2 separate regions of the Pan troglodytes genome follow, and region 1 is linked to region 2. Evidence: chromatin contacts called from public capture Hi-C data. All regions are on one chromosome and are shown on one strand. The core of a region is the stretch at or near the end of the contact, and the rest is flanking DNA. Distances in the headings are between cores, read along the strand shown. Region 1 overlaps GABBR2 (gamma-aminobutyric acid type B receptor subunit 2). Region 2 overlaps ANKS6 (ankyrin repeat and sterile alpha motif domain containing 6).

Region 1 (4,209 bases), core at 168-2,667, 460 kb after region 2:
GCAAGTTCAGGAACAGCCCCAGGTGAACAGGGTGCTAGGCATGGGAAGGGGACAACTGTCTTGCCCTACTCAGATCCCCTTGGAAACCTATAGTTGGCTCAGAGGGCACAACTGCTGTCTCTAACCTCAGAATTGCTGTCCTAGGCCAGGCGCAGTGGCTCATGCCTGTAATCCCAGCACTTTGGGAGACGGAGATGGGTGGATCACCTGAGGTCAGGAGTTCAAGACCAGCCTGACCAACATGGGGAAACCCCATCTCTACTAAAAATATAAAAATCAGCCGGGTGTTGTGGCATGCACGTGTAATCTCAGCTACTCAGGAGGCTGAGGCAGAAGAATTACTTGAACCTAGGAGGTAGAGGTTGCAGTGAGCCAAGATCACACCACTGCACTCCAGCCTGGGTGACAGAGCAAGACTCTGTCTCAAAAAAAAAAAAAAGAAAAAAAGAATTGCTGTCCTAGAGCCAAGAGAAGAGCCCCAGAGGACAGAGCCTGGGACAGTGGAAAAAGTCCCTGAAGTATAGATTTCAGCTCAAAATAAGGAAGAAAGTTCACACATTTAAGTCCAATCTAACCATAAATGAACTGGGCTTCCTTAGGAGGTAGTGAGTGTCTCATCACCAGAGGTATGCAAAGAAAGACTGGACAGTGGGCCGTTGGCAGAGACTGTACCCTAAGGAAGAGATATGAGAGAAGACACTTGAGTCTCTTCAAGCCCAAAAGTTGTGTAACCCTATAAACTAGAATAATGTAACCTCAGAAGACTTGTATGTGTGTGCGTGTGTGTGTATATGTGTGTGTACAAAGTTTATAGGTTCATTTCTATATATTTGTTGCCAGAGGGTATATGAGAGATGAGTTGAGAACAGGTTTATAGTTATAATGAAATCGGAGCATCCTGAGCATCACTGGTAACTCCGTCATCAGAGGAGGATTGCAGGCAGGCAAGAACCTGGCCCAGAAAAATGAGCCCCACTGCAGAGCACAGAAGGAGGGATGCTCACTCTCCGGTGGCCTGCTGCTACCCAGGTATCCCCACACACCGCCAGCAGTGGCCACAGCAGCCATTACGCATCCTATTTTGGAAAAGTCTTTGCAACATTGCACTTTTGTGGCTCCCAGTGCGCTCGCCTCTCTGAATGACAACAGGAAAATGAAATGAGTGTATCGTTCTGGAATGCACTACTCTGTGTGTGTGTGTGTGTGTGTGTGTGTGTGTGTGTGTGTGTGTGTGTGTCGGCTCTGTAGTCTTTTGTCTTACTGTGCTCTTGCTTCATACTAAGAACAGCCCTCAAAGCAGGTGACCCCAGCATTTCTCAGAGGAGAACCCAGGGCTCAGGGTGAGCATGTCACAGTCCTGGGGCCAGACCCTAGTTCAAGTGCAAGGCCCATGGCTGTCCGTTACACCAGGGCACTGCAGTGTGCCCAGGCTGCCTTTAGCCAAGGACACACTGTAAAATCTAAGATGTAGCAGGGAACAGGAGAAGGAACACTTGAAGTTCATCCAGGCAGCAGCCTGCCTTCCTCCGTGTGAGCTGGGAGTCCCAGAATCAGCCAGAGTCCCAGGGAGGAGCATGAAAAACTGACAGGGCCCTGAGCCTGCAGTCAAGATGCTCGAGGTTCAGTTGCCCTGAATTCTTGATGTGTGACCTTGGGTAAGTTCCAGCCCACTCCTGGGCTTAGTATTCTCCTGCGCAAAATGTGAGGGAGGCTGATGGCCCTACTAACCTCCTAGGGTGGTTGGGCAGATCTAATGAAACTGAAAACCTTGACATTGAGTGCACACACTCAGTGTAGTAGAGTAGAATAGCTCTGTCCGGGATCCCACGTGGTACAGAGTCCTGATTTAGAGAATCTTCGCACTCTAGTTCTGTCACCTCTCCATTCACGCCAAGCTGGGCTTGGACTTGACAGCAGGGAGTCACCATGAACAGCCAACCAGGCTGTGCACTGAGTTCTCAGCAGAGCCCTGTGAGAAGGTGATGAGAGACACAGCCTCTGCATGGCCATGCCACGGCTGAGTGGGAACAGCTCAGCTGCCTCAAGGTCTAGGCTGGGAGGTCCAAGGCCTGGGTGGGAGGGATGCCAGCCTGGACGAGGACTGGAGCTGGACAGCTTAGGCAGGGCCCTCTGGGAGCTCTACTCACTTTAGGGGCCACAGATCTGACCCCAAGCCCAAGGCCAACCACCACCCTCTCTCCCACAGAGAGGCTCCTTGGCCAGAGGAGTCTGGCCCAGGGCAAGATGCAGCTGGGTGGGGCACTTGAACAGGCACTCCTAGGCCAGGCAGGAACTATGGGGAAGAGGGCTGCCCTTGCCAGCTCAGGGCCACAATCAAGTCTAATTTATGGCAGGGCTTTCCATCCTCTTTCACATCACAGCACACAATATTAGCACAGCACCCTGGTGACCACAGAGCCTGCTCGTGGCTGGCAGTGCCTGGCCTATCCATGTGCCCCAAGGCAGGCGGAGGAGAGCACTGTCATGGGGCCCTTCTACCCAGTCCCGCCACACCATGACCAGGGCACACTGTTGGAAGATCTAGATTAGCGGTTTAGAGAAAAGGTTTCAAGAGGAGTTAGGCGGACCTGGGTTCAAGTCACAGCTCCACTCCCCTTCACTCCTGTGTAACCTGGAGCGGGTCACTCAGCCTTACGGAGCCTCGTTTAATGTCCCCTAAAATGGTGTGGTGCTAGCGCTCATGTCTGTGGTGGTTGATTGGGTGAAATGAGACAGTGTATATAACACTTAGCACAGAATCTGGCCCACAGTGAGCAGTTAATAAATGTGAGGGGGTCAGAGGAAGTACAGATGACAGGGGTGGGGGCGATAGCGGAACAGGAAAGAGTCCAACACAGATACCTCTAACACAGACTAAGTCCTCCCGAAAAAGACAGGAAGGAAGATGTTTTGGGCAGTGGATGTGGGAGGAGCCCAGAGGCCTGGAGGAATGGATGCGAACTTCACCGTCCTATGAAGAAGGGTATCCCAGGGCAAGGAAACCCCACAATAAGGGCACCAGGAGGAGAGATGATGGACTGTGTCATAGGAGGAGAGATGATGGACTGACTCATGGCTGAGACTGGGGGATGGGGAACAAGGCTGGACAGGTATGGGGGGTCAGATCATGGAGGGGGATGGGGGCCAGGATCATGGGGCCCGGATGTCTTTACTGCAGTCTGGGGAGTCGCTGAAGGTCTTGGAGCATGGAATTAGCACGGCGCGGATGATCACTTGGAGGCAACATAGAGGAGGAATGGGTTGGGAAGAGACAAGAGAGGAGACCAGGTCCTGACCAAGGGCAAGAGCCTGGGGCAGGAGGGAAGGCACAGGGGAGAGAACTTCACACAGGTGCATTCACCTGCATGTGACAGGCGGCTGGATGTTGGAGCCAGGGTGGGCATTGAAGAATGAGAAAGGCTGGAGAGACGCCAGGTTCTGGTCTCACCTGGGCAGACAGTGGGCTGCTTTCTGAGCTAGCCAACCCAGAGGAACAGCAGGTTTAAGGGAGAAGGCAATAAATTCAGACTGGGAGAGGCTAGGCAGGAGTGGAGGGTGCCCCTGGTGCCCCCTCTGGGCCAGCCCAGAGGGCCTGGAGGCAGAGGACCAAATAGGATCCCCTGCATCTGGCCACCAAGAGTTCCCTGGAAATGATGGGGGAGCAATTCAGCAGAACTAGGCTGGAGAGCGGTGGGAGGGGAAGATGATGGATGGGAGTGTGAGGACTCCTTTTTCAAGAAGCTCGCTGAAGGGGAAGAAAGAGGGGACCAAGAGGCTGAGAAGCAGAAAGCAGGGAAGGACGAGTTTCAGGCCAGGGCTGGGCTGTGGCCCTGGGCAGGGGAAGGGGGCAAAAGCATGCAAGAGAGAAGGCAATCAAGGAAGCAAGTAAGGGCAAGGTGCTTTTCTCTCTCAGTCATTTAGTGCTAAGTATAAGCCACACATCTGTGCTGTCGTCATGTTCTTACTTTATTTCTTCTCCGGGTTTAATTGACAGCTGTCAGGATCTTACTGTACCATGCCGTGTCTGAGGGACCAGGTTCCTCTTCAGCTCCTTTTGTCTTTCTCTGTCTCCTGTCATCATTCTCCCCATCGTCTGCCTGCTGGGTCAGGGTCCTACAGTGGCCCCCACCCCCCACCTTGGCTCTGCCTGCTGCTGGTAGGTCAGGCTTGTCCCTGGACCACAGGAGGAAAGCAGGGCTCCACTCTCAG
Region 2 (4,061 bases), core at 1,318-3,817:
TCCTGAGTCAGTCAGGTGGAAACATTAAAGTCCCCTTTGATAAGCAGAATGGGAGATAGAGCGATGGCCTTCTCAGCTTAATTGTGTAGGTAGAGGCTGCAGGGTCAAGGGTCGTGTACTGGGAATGTAGCCGTTAGTTCCACCCCATTTTGGCCTCGGCTGGTACCTGCTACTCCCCTTTGACCCTCCCCTGCTGTGACAGGCCCTCTTTTGGGACCTGGGCTTCCAGTTAGCCAGCTCAAGGGGAAAGGTCTCTGATCTGTCGTCTTTCTTATCAACCTGGAATTTCAACCCAGAGAGAGAGAAACCCCGAGGCCCTTCTGACCCACTGGGCTTGAACCCTGTGCTGGGATTCTAGCTGTTGGCTGTGGGGAGAGAAGACTTTCACCTCTGCAGTCACAAGTCACCTGCTGCCCCTCTTAGCTAGAGGGGTAGCCAGCAGGTATGCCCTTCCTCGTCACAGCACTGCCACCCTTGCCACCCCTTCCCTGCTGCAGGCCCCTGCACTTCACAGATGCACACTTGGTTCTGTTTGACCCTCAAAGAGGTCTGAGAGGGGAAGCAGAGGTTCACATCCTCTTGAAGAGATGAGGTCGCCAAGACTCGGGAAGTGATCTGTCCCAGCCAGAGGGTTGGAGTCCTGTGCCCCAAGTCCAGTGATCCTACTCTACCTCATTGGAGACCTTCTTCACTTGCCAAGAGTTTGTTATTCAGAATCAGTCCGCAGCCACTCTCGCTGGATCTCATACACACTTTTTCTGAGAAACTCATCTTTTCAGTGTTCCTCTTCTCCCTAGCCTCCACTGCCGTTTATTCCCTTTCCCAATAAAACAGTCTATTCCTAGGAATATTTTGCCTACTGGGTTTTTAAATGAAGTGTTTACACAAAACTTTTGAAGAAACTCATGCCTATTATTGAATACTTGGAGAGAAAAAAGAAATAACCTGGCGTGGATGGCTCACGCCCATAATCCCAGCACTTTGGGAGGCTGAGGTGGGTCGATCACTTGAGGCCAGGGGTTCGAGACCAGCCTGGCCAACATGACGAAACCCCATCTCTACTAAAAATACAAAAATTAGCCAGGCATGATGGCGGGCACTGTAGCCCCAGCTACATGGGAGGCTGAGGCAAAGAACCGCTTGAACCTAGGAGGTGGAGGTTGCGGTGAGCCAAGATTGTGCCACTGCACTCCAGCCTGGGTGACAGAGCAAGACTCTGTCTCCAAAAAAAAAAAAAAAAAGAAATAGTCATCAAGAAAAAGCATTGTTAATAGTTTGGAGTAGTTTCTTCTCAATCTTTTTTGCAATGCTTTTTTTATATAACTGAGTTGGGTTCCTAATAACTTCATAATACTTAGTATTTTTAAAGCACTTGTATTGCTCTAAAGGAATTCCCGTGAATTGACAAGATACCTTTATGTGGTGGGTATTAATGTCACTGACTTGTACAGACGCACAAAGAGGCTTTGTAATTTACCTGCAGTTACACAGCCAGGGAGGGACAGAAGCAGAATCTGAACCTCTGCAGCCTGGCTGTGAAGCCTGCACTTTTAAACACACTGTCCCCCTGCCTTCCTCATGAGAGAGGACTTCCGGTTTTTCTTTCTGGTTAAGTAGGTTAAGCCCTGCTGGCTTTGTTTGCTACCTTTTGAAGATCAGATGGAGAGGCAGGTGCCTTGATTCTGGAATTACACAGACCCTGGAGCTGCAGGGCTGAGTTCTAAGTCTAACGGGTCATCTTGAGTCTTCTCCTTATGGCCCAACAGACATATTTGCAGGTAAAATGCTGCCTTTTGTGTCCATAGACACGGAACTTGTTCGACTGCTGGCATCTGTCTGCATGCAGGTGAATAAAGACAAAGGCCGGCCGAGCCACCAGCCTCCCCTGCCCCACTCGAAGGTCCGACAGCCCTGGAGCATCCCAGTGCTGCCCGATGACAAGGGTGGACTGAAGGTTTGCCTTTTCCTGTCTTAAAGGGGCTTGGGGGCCAGGGAGATGGGGGCTGGCGGGGAGCCTGCTGCCTCCTATGCACCCAGGCTGGTTTATGCTAGGGAGTCCCTGCAGGGGTGGCAGGTGAGCTGGCATTGAGCAATAGGAAACACAGGGGACCAGGAAAAACTGGGGAGACTGTGACCATGTTGTGGCAACAGTGGCTGCTTTGTAAGAATGTGGGTCCACGCCTGTAATCCCAGCTACTCCAGAGGCTGAGACAGGAGAATTGCTTGAGCCTGGGAGGCTGTGGTTGCAGTGAGCTGAGATCACATCACTGCACTCCAGCCTGGGCGACAGAACAAGAACTTGTCTCAAAAAGGAATGTGGGTCCATATTACTAGATCTCTCTCTTTTTTTTTTTAAAGGAAAAAATAGAAATCCAGATTTTGATATGGAATCTTAATTTATAAGTACAGGGAATTTTAGAAAATTCTGCATGATGTAGTACTGAGCTGGCCAAAGCAAACACTTCTCTTCCCAAGGAATCCGTTTGCAGCCTCTGCTTTACTGTGCAGGATATTTGCTGATCATGCCACTCTGGGGTCTCCCTGCAGTCCACAGGCCCTGCCAGCTTCCTGGAAACACCAGAAACAAGCTCTGGTGGCTGCTTGTAACTGCAAGCTGAGACTTTCTCTTTGGATTTCTCATCTTCCACATCCTGCTCTACTTGTTTGAAATCAAACTTACTTTATGCCTGAGAAAACAAAACAAAACACTGGTCTTGTCTGCCGACCTCCCCAGTCTGCATGGGGTGGTAGCGCCTTCTGAGGGCTGCAGACTCGGCACTCCTTTTGTGTCCATTGCTGGCTCAAGCTCTGCATCCTTCCTGACTGTGTTGTTCTCATAGCTCCCTTCATTCCTGCTCTTACTGCCATTTCCACAGGCAGGCCCTCACAGATGCCCTTCGTGGCTGTTCATTAACCTCTGAGTGGTCATGGGTTACAAGCATTCCCAGGAGGTAGTGCCTGTCCTCTCTAGGTGAGGCTCAGCTATAGGAGCAGCTGGCCCAGGCCCTGGTATAGAGATCCTGATGCCTCTCACGTTATCACCAGAGCAGGAGGAGGGAGATTATGCAATTGTAGACGCTTAGGAATCTGGAGCTGCCTCTGTGTCCATCTGTCCCTGTCTCACTGTAAGACCTCAAGCAAGTCAGCAATCCTGTCTGGGTCTCCATTTCTCAATCTGTGCAATGAGGAGATTGATTAGATGAGGGATGGCAAATAGGGTTCACTGCCACCTCCAGGCTATTGGAAGTGACTGCCTAAGGGCTGGGTCAGGAAAGATTTAGTGAGTAACCATGGCTTATTGGGAATGGGTGCTATCATTGATCAGTAATGTCTGTCTGGGCCCCAGGAGAGGGGAGGGCAGGCACATGTGAATGTAGTCACTGTCTCTGGGCTGGCAGGTCCTGGGCCTGGTCTCCTTGCCCTTCCTGGAGCATGACTTCTGCTCTGCGTTCCTTTGGCAGTCCTGGTGGAACCGAATGTCCAATCGGTTCCGAAAGCTCAAACTGATGCAGACGCTGCCCCGTGGGCTGTCCAGCAACCAGCCTTTGCCTTTCTCTGACGAGCCTGAGCCAGCTCTGGACTCCACAATGAGGGCTGCCCCCCAGGACAAGACAAGCCGCTCTGCACTCCCTGTTGCGGCCCCTGTGACCAAAGACAATGGTGAGAAAAGTCTGCATGTGCAGTAGAATTTTTGGAATGGTCTGAGCCTGTACCCTCTGCCCTTCATCCTACCTCCTGGGTTGCTGTCAGGGGTAAGATGATGTTGGAATGGGACACTGGAGCATAGAGGCTGGTCTGGTGGAAAAGATACTTAGGCAGGGACACAACCACCAGGAGTGTGATAGAATGAGAAGGTGCTGGCCAGTGGCAAGAGGACCAGGTTCCTGTCCCACACTCCCTGCTGAGGGACGACAGGGAGTCGTCCTCTCTCTTGCCTTTGATAGGTGGTTTTCCCCACCTATGAAATGTGATTGGTCTATGACACTGAAAGCGTCTTGAAATAAAATGAGTTACTGGGAGGGTGTGAGTAGTGAGCTCCCCATCACTCAAGGTATTCAACA

What was found. Capture Hi-C pulls out chosen DNA fragments and counts their contacts.
Region 1: a capture Hi-C map of stem cell-derived neural stem cells shows a contact between it and region 2, with 4 times the contacts expected there. The contact joins two enhancer-like sites. A contact is called at or near these places in 5 of 7 Hi-C or Micro-C datasets (blood, induced pluripotent stem cells, a lymphoblastoid cell line and 1 more), 1 of 1 datasets of contacts at active chromatin or transcription factors (stem cell-derived excitatory neurons) and 1 of 1 other capture datasets (stem cell-derived neural stem cells).

Annotation. Positions count from the first base shown.
Region 1 is chr11:40,190,209-40,194,417 of NHGRI_mPanTro3-v2.0_pri, forward strand. The region is part of intron 13 of GABBR2 (gamma-aminobutyric acid type B receptor subunit 2); the gene reads left to right. Among named protein-coding and RNA genes, the nearest start is that of TBC1D2, 67 kb to the right of the region's middle. Within about 2 kb of position 1,418, at least 2 of the 24 cell types and tissues checked have an H3K27ac peak or open chromatin away from gene starts, as enhancers often do. A contact at or near this core is called in stem cell-derived neural stem cells, where this site is marked.
Region 2 is chr11:39,732,609-39,736,669 of NHGRI_mPanTro3-v2.0_pri, forward strand. It overlaps ANKS6 (ankyrin repeat and sterile alpha motif domain containing 6), which reads left to right. Exons shown (of 17, transcript XR_010148622.1): 6 at 1,806-1,954; 7 at 3,462-3,660. Among named protein-coding and RNA genes, the nearest start is that of ANKS6, 16 kb to the left of the region's middle. Within about 2 kb of position 2,568, at least 5 of the 24 cell types and tissues checked have an H3K27ac peak or open chromatin away from gene starts, as enhancers often do. A contact at or near this core is called in stem cell-derived neural stem cells, where this site is marked.